2 separate regions of the Columba livia genome follow, and region 2 is linked to region 1. The links are chromatin contacts, called in public Hi-C maps. All regions are on one chromosome and are shown on one strand. The core of a region is the stretch at or near the end of the contact, and the rest is flanking DNA. Distances in the headings are between cores, read along the strand shown. Region 1 holds the start of NUP107 (nucleoporin 107). Region 2 has its middle 12 kb from the start of MDM1.

Region 1 (4,722 bases), core at 1,371-3,870:
ATGAGGAGCTTCTTTATACTACATAAACCATAAAAAGAAAACCTGAGACTGAATCCTCTCTCAGTTCCAGGATGCTGATGGCTTTAACAAAAAAGCCTCTGTTTCTCTACTTTGCTTCTTCCTGGAAGCAACCAGGGTCAGTGCTGTAGGTATGGTTTACTAAGAAGCAGTGGTGTAAAAGTTTCAGTATCCTACTTTATGTCAGTATCCTATGTCCAAGATCACAATTCTTAGGGGCAACATAATCAGGGCAAATATCTCCCTAGTTTTTTCCTGCTTGCAAAAAGCAGCAGGACAAGCAAATGTACTGGATTCCTTTGCTATCATAACCAGAAAAATATCATTATATCAGCTGTCAAATTACACACTATTCTTCTCTTGTTGTAAATAAGCGGTGAGAAAAAATTCTGTGGAAATACAAGTCTATGTCTGTGCACTCCTCTTCCTATTACTGTGGATGGAAAGTTAAGATACACTGAGTAATCACAATACTCTGGATAACATAATACATGCAAAAGAGCATAAAACCATAAAATGGAGTGAATAAAACTTCTATTTTTCAAAAACTCAGAGATGGAGTTAGCTATGGCTGAAACAGTTCTCTGAGCTGATGTCAACCTGAGTTCATAACCCCACAAAAACTGTCAAAAAACCCACACTACACAAATGTGATGGCACAAGTTTAGGAGGTAGGCGATGCAACATACCTGCAAATATATTTAGCCCACAACCAAAATAATCAATCTAATTGTAGTCAAGAACTGATCATAAAAGCATTTCAACAATCTCTTACTTTCCCTGAAGTCCATTGAATAACCTGTTCTGAACCATCACTACAACAGCTTTGACATGGTTTGAGACGACAATGGGGGGAAAAGGAGCGGGGGAGAAAACTCCATTTAGAGGAAATACTATTCTGTGAAAATGCAAAGAATTGCATCTTTTTGGCTCACTCCAAAGTTCTGCTGTAAAGGCCAAGTAATGTACGATGTTGCTGAAAACAGAATATTTTTCTAAATGAAACTCATCCAGATTTCCTAGTCATATTTTCGGTCATTCACTAATAGCCCTCTCTACTAGTTTTTAGATACTGCAATCACAACTTTGTTTTTGAGGTTTTCTCCTTCTTAGTGCATGAAAATAGCATACAGAATACAGGCTAAAGAAGGGGAAAATACGAGATAGTTCAATAGCAGAATTTTGACTGCAGAATACTTCACAAACCGGATAAAAATTTCACATTGTATTCACACATTTCTCACTTTAAACAGGTATAAAACAATAACTTACTGTATATTTGAAAACCGTTCTCAACATGCTCAAAATCAAAGCAGTGGTAAAATTACACACACCTCATGAGCACACCAAGCAAGGATTAAAGAGAAGATAAAAAAATCCTCACAGAAGAAGGATACTAGAGACTCTTTTCTGAGAGCTTTGCTTCCATCCAGGTCTGGCCATCTCTGCATCATGGGGGGATGACACATCTTCAAAAACATTTCTAGAGAACAGCAACATAGAAACAACATAAGCAAGTGAATCCAAGGAGAACATACAAGTTTTTTTTTGTTGCTTCAAGTAACTCCACAACCGGGAAACTTAAATGAAGTCTAAGTCACCTCTAACGCCAGTGCTGATGTCCAGTTTCCTCTACAGAACATCTAGTATTGCTCATCACCTTGGGAAAATTAGTATTTCTGAGAACCCACACTTTGTTCCTTCTACACCACAACAGACTTTTTCTTATTAAAAAAAAAAAAAGCTAGTAAGAGATGCAACAGTATGAAATTCAATTGTGAACTGAAAAATTCAATTGAAAGAATGACATGGTTTTACTATTTTTCTTTCTTCAGATACACAATATAACCACAGACTGAGAAACTTCACCTGTCTCGCATAAAAGGAAAATACGGTTACCAATCACTAAAAGGCAAAGGAAGAGCCACAGGTGGCCTGTGAAGGCCGCAGCTGTGCCTGCCCCAGCAGGTCTGTCTGCAGAGCACCCTACAGAGGCCCGGCTCAATGAGTCCTGCGTAATTAACAACGTCAGTTTAATCTATAGGTATATTCCAGAAAAGATCAAGCAGAGTTAAAGCTCCCGGTGACACAAAAGCCCGCGATACCCCTCAGAAACTCCTCCGGCGTCGCTGCGGTTTCCAGCCCGCAGTGCGAGCGCAGCGCCGGGGGATGCGCCGGGCCGGGTCAGCTCAGCGCACACCACACCCGCGGGGGCCCGCGCTCCCCCGGGGCGCGCCGCCGGCCGCTCCCCCGCCTCTCACCGCTCCATAGCGGCCTCCGACCCGGGCTCCGGGCTCCAGCCTTCCGGCCTCCAGCCTTCCCGCCTCCGCTTGCGCCGGCCCGGAAGGAGACGGGCGAGCTTCCGCCCGCGCCGGGCGGGGCCCCGCACTGCGCCTGCGCCGCTCCGGGCGCTGCGCCGCTCCGGGCGCTGCGCCCCCGCAGCCGGCGGTGCGCAGGGACGGGCCGCTGTGAGCGGGCGCGGCCGGCAGCCTGGGACTGGGCAGCGGCGGCCGGGCAGGCAGAGCCGGCCCGCGGGGGACGTGAGAGGGTGACGGGCAAAATGTCGCTCTGCTCTGTCGGTTCCCGGGCAGTGGGATCCCGGGTGAAGCAACAAAACCTAAAAATAAAATAAAAATAGTTGAAACATTTCAGATGCTGTTCAGGTTACGCCGTTCCACAGAGAAAGACGAATCTCATGCCGAAAATGTTTTCTTAAACGTTCAGCTGCAGCAACCTCCGTCCTGGCCTTCGCTTTGTCAAAACGAGGGTGTTCTCACCCGTTCGCAAACTCGTTGCTGTGTCTCTTCCCGTCCCTCGCAGTGTGACTCGGATACAGGCGCCCAGAGGCGAAGCTGTGACCGCCCTGTGTGGCCACTTGGCCCTTCCCTGGCTGGACAGTGACAGAGTTCCCAAACTGCTGCTCCCGTTCCTCCCCAAAATGGATCCTGTGCTTTTCAACCACAGGAAAACATCGTTACTGCTGCGGCAGTGGAAGTGAGTGGGTGCTACTGACAGTTCATTTGCTTGCACTCTGGTACAATGAAAACGGCCCAAACTGCGTTTTCAGTAGACTGACAAGTTCCGAAAAACTTGCGAGTACTCAGGTGTATTTGGGGCTACAGAGGGTATTTTGCACATATTGGGCGTTTAAATTCGTCATACAGAAGGATGCATCTGAAAAAAAAAAAAAGGCAGAAAAAGCTAAGATAATACAAAGTCCCATAGGTTGCTTAAGATGCCCATGAAATGCCCAAGCTGGGTGTCCCAGTGAAGCTGCTGGAGAGCCTGACCTCAGGTGGCTTCACCAGAAGAAGAAAGCTGAGGAGCCTGATGAAGGCTGGGTGTGCAAGACCCTGAGAGAGCAGATTAGTCACCCAGGAAATACAGTTTTAGATTAAAAAAAAAATGAAGTAAGTTACTCTACCTGATAGAAGGACATAATGAACACACCAATGAAGGCAACAACCTTCATTACGGCAGAAAACTAAAAGAAGGTTGAAAGGACTATTCTAATTCAGTACTACATATTTAATAGACTGTACCTGTCAACACATCCTTACAAAACAGTGTAGCATTATTGTCTCTGTAGCGCGGTGGGAAATTCAGACAGAGTAACGCACAAATTAATACCCGGTTCAATTCTCAGGCTGACTCTTTCTCATGGCAGAAAAGTGTTAACAAATGAGAGATGCAATGACAGAGAGAACGCTTCCTTTGCATGCCATCTCAAGTTTATTCAAAGCAATGACATGAGAAGAAAGCAAAAGGAAAAAGCTGAGGAGAAATTAAGAGCATAACGTACTGGTTTGGGGTTTTTTGTTGGTATGTTGGTTGGGGGTTTTGTGGTTTGATGTTTTTTGTGTGTGTGTTGTTTTTTTCTTTGTGTGTTTTTTTTTTTTAATTAAAAACTCAAACAAACCAACAAACTGTAAAAGAAAAAATATTTCAGCCTTGAGAACTTGTTGTATTAACAACTTAAACGCAGGCTGGGAGAGCACCTTAGAAGCTTCAAGTTGGCTCCAGTAATGGTGCAAGAGAGGGAAACTGTTTTCTGGCAGTATTTTTTGACTGGCATCCTACTTCATTTTTATCCAACAGGAGGGAAAGAGGAGGAGAAAAGGAGAAAACCAGAACTGGAAGTCTTGTGCAAGCATCTTGCATTTCCAAGAAACAGGAGGGAATGCAAATTTTCAGTCAATTCTCACATACAATTTTTCTTTATCATGACATAAAGGACTCTGAATTTAAATTAAATATTATAAACCCATCTTAAGTTTCACATATTTGCATCAGCAGCGATCTAAACTACAGCGATTCTGTCAGAATCTCACAAGGGGTAGCAACGCTCCGTACTTAGAGGCAGGACAAGCAAACACAACCCAGCAGGTAGCGCGACTAACACAAACACGCAGGTTTATTGCTGGTGCCCAGGATTCCTCTGCTGCTTACTACCTTGTTGTGGAATTATCAGGGTTTACAGGATGTACTAGGTTAACATTCGGGATATACTAGATTAAAATTAAACAGATTAACTCAAATTACCCTTTACAAAATATGTTTAAATATAGACAACTCACAAATGAAATAAATTCCCCATATGCGTTGTGAAGCTGCAAACATGACACCTGCATATACAAAATTCTAGTCTTAATTCAGAACTATCGAAAGCAAGAGGATGGCCAAGTTCCTGGGTAAACTGTGACA
Region 2 (4,722 bases), core at 1,116-3,615, 100 kb after region 1:
TGGTGAGTGCCCCTCTCTGACTCCTTTGGTGTTTTGAAATCACACACACCAACTGCCTGTGAAACAGCCCAAATTTCACCCTCTCCGTAGAAAAGAAGACCGTAAACACTGGATGTTTTGAATTTGCAGAGTTTTGATTGTGCATCCCTAATGTCCCTAATGTGAGCTGGCAGGCGACTTTTTTTTTTTTTTTAATTTGGCAAATATCGAGTTTCAGTAATTCACCCTCAGCCTTGGCAGATACTGTTTCAAGGTTTGTTCCCTGGGCTGTTCCCCTGCATTGGCTGTGCCCCTGTCACTGCTGCAGGGCCCTGGGAGCCCAGACCTTTGCGAAGCAAATGGGGTGGGATGAAGCTCTGATCACAGAAGAGGGGAAAAGGCTGGTGAAGCATCTCTGCCTGAGCAGAAAGCCCACTCCAAACAAAGATCCCCAAGCAAGCTTTGCCTCTGTGCAAGCTTCAAACTTCAGGGCTTCTATTATCATGTGTTTTCAAGTGCTATCCACAATACACGTGTAGTTAAACAGCATATAATTGACAAGTGCAAGTAAATTGCCGTCCTTTTCGGGCAAGGGACTTAACAGTGCGAGAATACATGCTTTAGAGATATCTGAACTGTTGATTGAAACTTGTACTGATGAAAAATCAGGTAGTCTCAAAATGAAGATTTTCTCAGATATAGTCTGCTTTCCTCTATGTTGTACAAAAAAAAGAACATTTCCCTGTTTTTTTTTAAATCATTAGCCAAAATTGAGAACTGACTTCGTTTTCTGCCAAAATTCAAGTTTCCTGTAAGGAAACTCTTACCCCTGCACGCAGTTTCTGACTGGCTTCATGTGTACAACCTTCGTCACCACAGTGTCTGAGTGTAGCATCACACTTCCAGGAAACCAAACCAAATTCACATTTGACACAAATGACTCAGGGACTTTTATATAAGAGTAATGTATTTAAATGTGCTGTCTGTTTAAGAAATGGGAATTGTTAGAAGAATTTTTAAAGAAGTAGTCTCTGATCTTTTGCTTCCTGCAACCTCGGACTCCCTTAAAATCCTTTGACATGCCTCAATTTTTTTTTCAGCCAATCTTCTATTGCTAATCTCTGCACAGGCTTTCAAAGTGGATGCTGTCCAGAAATCCTATTACAATAAATTTACTGTATTAAAAAAAATGTGAGGAGGAAATAAGATATGGTTGTATTATAAAGTCTGACTGTTCACCATTGCCAGTCTTTCATCCAACCCTTTGTTTATTGTTATCTTATCCTGCACTTAATCTCATTTAAAGCATAGGTGCTTTAGTACAAGGACCTTCCATTTTCTTTATTTTGAGAGACTTCTGCATATATGATACCACATTTAAAGCACATATTCTCCCTGTTTGAAGTGCTTTCCACATCTCTCATGATGTAGAAAAAAAAACCAACTTATAAAAGCTTAATCAAGAGTTGTAAGACTATTCAGAACATATTTCTGTAGCTATCAGCCCCCTATGTTGTAAACAGCGAGGCCAGCTTTCCTGTATTTAATAAGGATCAATTATCATAATTATATAAAAAAGTTGCTTTAAGTAATGGATTAGGTATTAGCAAATCTAAACAAAAAATCAGCAGTATATTAGAGTGTATATCCCTAAAGAAATCTCGAGGATCACTTGATTCAACTGGAAGTATCTTGGGGTCTTTAACACCCACTTGGAGAGTGACCCAAGGCTTCCAGATTGACATCCCACTCAGAGGACACCACGAGAGCAGCTCTGCCCACACCTGCAGTGCAGTGTTGGTGCTGGCCTGGAGGCAAAGAGCTGCTCAGACACTTCAGTTTACAATTTTGAGGTCTAGAACAAGGTTGCACCCAGTGAGCTGCGTGGCCGTGGCCAGAGGGAATGGGACAGCAACAGCAGCCAGCTAGCTGTTTTTATGGTGTGGTCCTAGCTGTCCACATTACTGTAGCTCCAAATGGGATAAAAAAGTGTGTGCTTTAAATACCTGGCTGCAGAAATACAGAAAAAAAAAATAGTAGCAATGGATTTTCATTTTGGCTGGGAGGAAGAGGCAACACAGCGGTTCTTTTCCAAACACATCCTCCCTCCCCTGTTATCTAAAAGGCTGTTGTGCAAACCAGAATGAAGTGGGCTTTGCAGCCGAGTCCTGTGCTGATGGCTAGCGTGGTGCTGGTAGTCTTCTCACTTAGCGGACGGCAGCTGTTCAGCAAAGCATTACGTTTCAGCATTTTTTCAGACGCTTTCTGCTGCATCAGGTTCGTGCCACCTAGTGGTGACAGTCGCACTGTGCCGCGTCCCAACGGCAACGCAGACGGTGGTTTTCACATCCCCTCACGAAAAACAATAATAATCAGAGTATGCTTTTAAATGAGAAAGCACCATGTCCCAGGTTATAGATCCATGCCCTGGATGATCAGGTAAGTTTTGTCTTTCACCTCCAAACTGTACATCAGCCCTCAGAAGACTGCAGATGATATTCTGAACTTTGGTGAAAGAAAACGCCAAAGGCAAATGTTAACATCTGTAAATTTGCCTGCCTGCTCCAGCTGGCCTCTCCCTGGGTCTGGAAGCCAGAGGCAACGCAGTAATAAAACAGAAGAATAGAGATGTGCTTCACTCAGGCAGTTCTCACTCACTGCCACTTCTTCATCCGCCCAAGTCATCATTCAGTTGTCAACAGTCCATGCATTGCCTGGAAGCCCTGTAAAGCGTATCTTAAAAAATAAATGTTTCTAAATAGCTTTATTTAACTGATCTTGTATTTCATTTTGATTTACGATTATTGTCTAAACTTAACCTGGAATAGATCGGCTTAACAACCAGTTGTCAGCAAACCTGCAGTAAATTTTAAATTAAAATTCCTCCATTTGTCTTTGTTCAATGACATTTTCACCCTTTCTTAAGCAAAGTACTTTTGAAGATTTCACGTCTTTTTGATTGTACAATTTAATTCTGTGAGTGAGATAAAAGACAACATCCATCCACATTGCAGCATTGGAATTGTACCAGAAATGAATCTGGACCAGCAGATTTATCGACCAAAACACAACAGAAGAAATTGTTGACTTCAGTCTTTCTGCAGTGAGCAAGCCATAGAACAGACTGCAGTTTTAATGAATAGATTGCAGTGGAAAATTTCTAGTATTGTGCATTCATGTGCAGTTTAATGGATTCAGGCCAATACTGGAAAGAAAGTCAGCACTCAAGTCTTCAGAGAAACTGCCATGCCATAAAATCTGCATTATCCCCATTCAGCAACTGAAAATTCAGTTTGCCCTGGTGAGGCAGCAGGAAGCAACCCTGAGCTGCTTCACAAGTCACTCCCCATGTGGACAGAAAAATGCGGTGCTTCTGCCACTCTTTTCTGGAAACTCATAGGACATTTTCTTCAAAATAATCCTGGGATTTCCTGTGAGCTTTTCTGACAAAACCTGTTGATAAAAGCTCTTTTTAACAGGTAACCTTTACTCCAGTACCTCAGGAGTTGGTCCTGCTCTCTGTGTGATGTGTGGTCCCCAATCTCTCTTTCTGCTGTGCATCCTTCTTCCAGCAACCCTTTCTGCCATTGGGATTAGCCAAAGTGCCCAGGAAGCAAATACAATTTCTAGCAGAAGTAATACTATGCCAATAAAGGCTTTTAGGCATTTTGTCAGTGCTTCTTAAATAATCCAATTCAAAACACAATGAGACGTATGTCCGAGAGATGAGCCATGGTTCTCAATGACTGTAAAAAATGGATTAGAAAAGCATCATTTGTTGAGGATTAAACATTTTATAGACAGAAGAAATGTGATAAATATGTCTTCTTTAAGCTGCCTCAATACCATGCTTTCAGTGTGCAGTGAGTGTTGGGGGTGGAGCAAGAGCAGATGAAAAAGATTAGGAGGAAAATCCCATGGAAGAGCTGCTGCATTAGAGTTACATTTTCAAGCTAAAGTACGGATGGAAGCAGCATGTTATGAGAGGAAACAATGTAATATCTTCTTTAACAGCAAATTATTTGCTGATGACTATGTTTGAGAGGGAGATAATGCTGTGAGCAGAAAAAAAAATATCAAAAATTAACTCTCAAATAGTTTTTCTAAATTTGAAAAAGCAACAACTTCACAGAAACTGCCAGCATGACCCATGTTTAAAGGAGAGACCTAAAATGGAGAGAAAACCAAAAATACCAATTTTCTCAAGCAAGGCCAATACATCAGCTGTGATAATGCAGTCAAGCTGGATTGCCTTCTTGGATCCTGTTGCTACTGTTCAATTAACATGTCAAATGATTTTCAAACTCCTTTCTGATATTATTTGTACAAAGTCTAAATTCTGATAAAACCAAAGCAGATTGCGACTCTCCTTTAATTTTTCGCCAACAAGAACAACAAAGAAGTAAAGTTTGGGGAAAATTTGAAGATTTTCAATTGAAAATTTAGACTTTTTTTCATCCTGTGATTGCACATGAAATATTTAACTTCCAGTTATTTCCACATAGTATTGTATTCACCAGAGAAAATACTCCATGAGAGCTTAATGCCACACCAGAGGCTATGTGTGGATACATAACTAAGTATTTACTACTGTTCAGCAACACTGGACACTTTTCTCCAAACATAAGGTAGGATATAGTTTTCTCTGTGTGCCTTGGTGGTGGCCCCAACAGTTTTGCAAATGGGCGTTAAGTAGTCACAAATAGCCTGTCTTTACCATGCTGCTACACTGGAGATTGTGCA

The links. Hi-C and Micro-C count contacts between places; a contact is called where the count stands out from the background.
Region 2: a Hi-C map of liver shows a contact between it and region 1, with 2.4 times the contacts expected there. The contact joins the enhancer-like site here to the promoter of NUP107 in region 1. A contact is called at or near these places in 2 of 2 Hi-C or Micro-C datasets (crop and liver).

What each region holds. Positions count from the first base shown.
Region 1 is chr1:174,370,297-174,375,018 of bColLiv1.pat.W.v2, forward strand. It overlaps NUP107 (nucleoporin 107), which reads right to left and starts at 2,621. Exons shown (of 28, transcript XM_065048318.1): 1 at 2,280-2,621; 2 at 1,416-1,501. The coding sequence starts at 2,287.
Region 2 is chr1:174,475,241-174,479,962 of bColLiv1.pat.W.v2, forward strand. No RefSeq gene overlaps it. Among named protein-coding and RNA genes, the nearest start is that of MDM1, 12 kb to the right of the region's middle. Within about 2 kb of position 2,366, at least 1 of the 3 cell types and tissues checked has an H3K27ac peak away from gene starts, as active enhancers do.